2 separate regions of the Anas platyrhynchos genome follow, and region 1 is linked to region 2. The links are chromatin contacts, called in public Hi-C maps. All regions are on one chromosome and are shown on one strand. The core of a region is the stretch at or near the end of the contact, and the rest is flanking DNA. Distances in the headings are between cores, read along the strand shown. Region 1 overlaps LOC140002144 (a long non-coding RNA gene). Region 2 has its middle 3.6 kb from the start of SLC3A1.

What was found. A called contact is a pair of places that touch in the nucleus more often than the background predicts.
Region 1: a contact with region 2 is called in a Hi-C map of F5 follicle, with 2.0 times the contacts expected there. The contact joins two enhancer-like sites. A contact is called at or near these places in 5 of 8 Hi-C or Micro-C datasets (F5 follicle, liver, skeletal muscle and 1 more).

Annotation. Positions count from the first base shown.
Region 1 is chr3:40,611,163-40,613,862 of IASCAAS_PekinDuck_T2T, forward strand. The region is part of intron 3 of LOC140002144 (a long non-coding RNA gene); the gene reads right to left. Among named protein-coding and RNA genes, the nearest start is that of PPM1B, 31 kb to the left of the region's middle. Within about 2 kb of position 1,354, at least 1 of the 8 cell types and tissues checked has an H3K27ac peak or open chromatin away from gene starts, as enhancers often do.
Region 2 is chr3:40,518,751-40,521,450 of IASCAAS_PekinDuck_T2T, forward strand. No RefSeq gene overlaps it. Among named protein-coding and RNA genes, the nearest start is that of SLC3A1, 3.6 kb to the left of the region's middle. Within about 2 kb of position 1,306, at least 2 of the 8 cell types and tissues checked have an H3K27ac peak or open chromatin away from gene starts, as enhancers often do.

The DNA.
Region 1 (2,700 bases), core at 104-2,603, 92 kb after region 2:
GCCCAGAGAAGCTGTGGTTGCCCCATCCTTGGAGCTGCCCGAGGCCAGGCTGGATGGGGCTTTGAGCAACCTGGTCTGGTGGGAGGTGTCCCTGCCCATGGCAGGGGGTTGGAACTGAGTGGTCTTTAAGGTCCTTTCCAACCCAAACCATTCTGTGGTTCTATGAAAAGGTTAGATATTTCATCACATGGAGTCTGATGCTATCTGTCTTTCACGGTGTAAAAACGTTTTCTTGGTTCTGTGTTGTTCAGGTTTTTTCACATTATTCATAGCTACATAGATGAGGTTTTGCTCTGATGAATCACTTACTCAAGGCGTAGCATAGTTTTTGCATAGCGTAACAAGGTTCTTTAGTCTTGTGATGAGGATAATTTCATTAAATCTCCTACAAGACTTGAATGAAGAATAACCAGATTCTTTCCAGTGGTTTATAAGGTGATTGCTGTTGCAAAAGATAGCTCAGTTTCCTCTAACAGTTCATCAATTTAGAACAGCAAGGTTTTCCTTGATGCCTTGTCCCAAACTATGTAGAAATTCTGCATAAAAGTCCCTATAGAATTTTTTATTTTTTTTGTTAATAACACTATTCGAGAGAGCTGCCCTCTCAGAGAGCACTATTTTGAGGACAACTGTGGAAAGTCAGTAAAGGAAATATGAAAAAAGGTGTCTGGATTTTCTTTGCAACTATGCTCACAGCATGGAAGGCTGCATGCATGTACAAAGGTCAAGATAGCATGTGGGAAGTTTGGGGTGTATTTCTTGCAAAGCTTGAAACGAGAGAAGAAATAATGAACATTGCTCCAGACCTTTCACCTCTAGATGCTATATGACCTCTGATTTCTACACAGTGTTTCAGGAAGCTCTAGTAGGATTGTGCAAAGACAAGAATTTCCTAGCCAAGAACGAAGATAGCTGCATGCAGGGGTTCCCTCTCTTCACAGATATTGGAAAAATACATTCTTCCCATTCTCCCCCTTACTTTGTGTCATCCTTTTCAATTCACGTTACATGTTCAGTTCAGCATGGATCCAGAGTTTCAGCCAACATGAAAAAAGGCCTGTAAATCTGACGTGCATGAATCTGCACAGCAGATTTCAGAGGGATTCATAGTTTCTAAGGCAAATTGGAAAGTATAATCCTGGCTATTTTTTAACAAGTGTTCCTTGACTACAGGACTCTATTGGCAGAGCCTGCACAAAAATATTGCCTTTAAATGTCTGTGCCTAGACATAAAGAAGGCATTTTGCCAAAATGAAAGTGAAAATCATTGGCCAAATTAGCATCGTGTGATCTTAGCTTTAAAATGACCCTGACGCTGTATAAACAAGATTACATAAGGGTTCAGAGGTATGTGAAGCAGTTCGGTAGTGCCATCTTGAGGGAAGCTCCTAGATGTTATGTTCAATTCCAGATTTCAGCACATCAGCATTTGCCCATATTTTCTTAGTTGGAAATAAGTCAATGAACTACCTCAGAAGAGCACAGTACGGCAGATTCAAAAACGCATTAAAACATGCCCTTATTTAGCAGAAGAGGAGTCAAAACCAGCACTAATGCATTTCTATTGCTGCAGAAAATTATAGTCTGGGAAATAGAATTGTAATGTTTTGCTCTTTTAGCTGTTTATCACAAAGCCACTTCGTAATATGGATTAAGCCTTGCAAAACATTAACGCTAATTTAGACCATAAATATCTTTGTGTCAGAAGGGAATATACGGAGGTAAGGAGATGAATACAGAGTCTCACATAATTTTGTTTATCTTCTGTAATCTTTATCTTCATCCAGGATGCAGAACGGGATCCATTTATGCTAGTCCAATTTTCAGTAGAATAATAACCACACATCGGAAATCAGATTGATTAATTTATGAAGTAGCAAATGGCCAGAATTACAAAAGAGGATGCTTACAATTACGATCTGCTTTGCTTTCCACCCATTCCTATCTTCCCTTTCATATTGGTCTGGAAGTGCCATACACCATCTGGTAGGCTAAGATCAGAAAATGTCAGAAGTGGTTTTCATATTTCAGATCTGTCAGCTGGTGACAGCTAGGGCGGTTTATAGATCATGCAAATTTTTTCATTTTCATTTTTTACTGGGGAAGGCTCTCTTTCTTTATTCCATAAACATTTCCTGACCAGAGGCAGAAATGGCAGCAAGTGATGTTTTTTGTATGGAGTTTCTTAGTTTTCACTGTTTCCTTCTTTTAGTGAGAACATATTTACAGCTCTTAAGCTAACACAAAAAATAGTGCATGATCTTTAATAGCTTAGATGTTGATGACTTGTTACTTGACACGCATAATCACCAGAGCTGACGTATGATTTATTGATTATCTATGAAAGAATAGACAGCTGTGAACTTCTATGCCTCAGTAAATATCAACATTACAGGAGTGCAAATGCATGCAGTGTGCGGTCTTACAGCCATGCACAGTTCCTCTGGGCCCTGGACATGGAACTAAGCACTAAACATACAAATTCACAAGATACAAGCACAGTCACTTTTTGCTGAATTTAGCAGGACAGAGGACATTTTGCTCCTATGGGAAGCTCCAACAAGTTGTGCAACTGTCTTTGGAAGCAGAGAGAAACAGGAAGGGAGAAGGAAGGAAGATGCCTTTCCTTTCAAGGAAAAATAAAGGGAAAGGGAGAAATGAACACCTCCTTGAATGTAACTGCAGAAAGCCTCAGAGTAA
Region 2 (2,700 bases), core at 56-2,555:
CAAAGAACTGGAAGTATACATTTCTGGAAAACGACACTGAAGCACACCTCCCCCCATTCAGATGGGCTGGCCTAGTGCAGTACACGGCAAGAGCTGGCACGTGCGAGGCTCTGCGTTCAAGGAAGGTGCTCTCTGGCCAGCACAAACTCGACATCAACATCAAAAACATTTCACAGCTACAAGAAGCCCTCTCCAAATAGATACACATACCATTCACTGCAGACTTAAGTGGCAGAAATTAATCTTAAATTTTACATTGACCTGAACATACAAAAGCAAATGGAAAAAAATTCTTATTTTTAAAAAGCTAGAAGAATTGCTAAAAAACACAACACTAATTCCCATTACTAACCACTGCCTCCTTTTGAGAAGGTGCACGGTATGACTCCTGTTTAACAGACGGGTAACAGAGGTCCAGTGGGCAGAAATACTCACGAAAGAGTTCCTAAAATTCAACATGAGACCTGACTATAGTTTTCCCTGGACAACTCTATTTCCTCAGCTCAAGCCTCATTGACTGCCTCCAAACTAACCTTTTCTTTGGAACTGTCTCTAAAAACATTCATACAGCATTTCCTATAGGCTAAGCCCCTACGAGATGAGCCTGTCCCTTCCAAGCTTGTCATTAAATCATCAGTACCAGAACGTGGGATGCAGGACTGCAGGGAGAGTATACGAGCCTTCTGTCAAGGTTCAAAGACCCCAAGTGAACAAGGAACCAGCACGAGCAGGTTTACTGGGAGCAAGAGGTGTGGGGGCAGTAAAGTTGAGTAATTAACCCCTGTGTACGCACAGCTGGCTCAGAAGAACCTGTTACTTACTGATAGCCTTGATCTAACCTCATTGCCCATCATCACACAGGAGATCAGAAGCACAGGGGTAGAGCGGCCTGGTGTGAGGAGCCCAATGACTGTGGCCGAGTGCATCCAGAACGAAGCCGGTAAGAACAGGGCGTCAAGTTCCAGTCAGTACCAGGAGGAAGAGACAGGGTGCAGCCTACACTGGCTTAAACAGACTCTGCTCTAAAAACAGTGATAAACAGAAGTAGTCTAAGCAGGTTTTTCATTTTTTTCCCCCATTACTTTTGATGCTAGTTTTTCTAAAGCAAGAAGAATTCAGTTAGGTCTTCACCCTGGTAAATACCACTCAGGATTATGAACCATGCTGCACCTCTTTGTCTTAAGTGAAGCCTTGAAGTGAAACTTTTTTTTTTTTTTTTAATCTAAAAACTGAGGTTTATCTGAGAACATTATATGCTAAGTACTCCTAACAACTTCAGGTTTTCAGTTGTGGAATCCCCTGGCATTCAAGGATCCAGTTATCAGCGTGGAAGTTTTTTGGTGAAAGGTCAAGAAAGTCTTGGCTGCAATGAACAGCAGGCTTCCCATTTTGAACTTAATAAATCCACTGATCTGCACAGGCTTTTCAGGTGCCAGATCTCAGAGCATCCATCTGCATAAAACAGTTTCAGCTTTGATCTAGCTCATCCATACTAACAAACCAAAGAAAAACGTAATCCCACGTTCAACAAGTACTCACATAATGCTTTTAAACTTTTCTCCCCACTAGTCTTTCAAATACAACTATCACATGTAACGCATTACCCCGTCTCTCCCAGAGAAGGACTAAAGTGAACGCCTGCCTTTCATTATATGACAGGTGCTTTCATAGTTTTCACATATTAGTTTTGCTGTGATGTCCTGGAGTCTGTAGCACCAAGTACAACACACTAATCTACTCAGAACAAAAACAGTTTGTTTCTAAGATTTCAGAACTGAAGGTTCAGACATACATCTTTACATCAACAATGATGTCCAGGTTGCACATTTTCCTCCTTTTGATTAATTTTGTTTAATATGGTTCAAGGCTGAGAGGCTAGAACCAGACTAGAACTGGCCATATTGACTAGATATGTTGAATTTCACAAACTTCCTTCTACCTATTTGGTCCTCTCACCAGCAAATTGACATACATTTCATTACGAAACACAAAAAAATCAAAAGAAAAAATAACATTATATAACAATAATGAGGAAAAGCAGGAGCTGTTTGGGTGATTTCCTTCCTTCTCAGGTAGCAGAACAGCACTCAAACTTGGCATAGCCCCTTCTGGTGTCAATGTGCTATTATCCCTTCTTCCCATTCCACTTCCAGAAGCAGCACTTGAAATATTTTAACTACATACAAAATAGTTGTTGCAATTTTTCACACACGTATTATCTGCCTTTCTTCCATCCCCTAACAAGTTGAGAGCAAAGTTAAATACAGTAGCTCTAATCTCTTAAGCAACAGTACCTGAATGTTTGAAAGGTAAAGATGAGTAGGAATGAGCAGATAAATATATAACGCATTTCCCCATCCTAGAGTTTGTAACCCAGTATGGTGAAAAAGGTGCCCACGACTAAAAGTAGACTGAGAAGTTGTGGTAAAACACCACACTTCTAACCACCATGCAGATTGTTTGCATTAGTGGAGTATTTCCCACAACTGTATCTTGCCAAATTAAATGCAGATTTCAGAGCACTGGGAAAGGTATTTCATTTTGGTTTCACTATTGTGTTCACATTTGCTGCTCCTGAAACTGAAACATTTTTATTTTAAACACACTGGAAAAACACATCTGCTTTACATACCGAGGTCAAAATCCTTATTGCACCATTAAACTTGGATGTGTTTATGAACTGAAGATGACCACTGGATA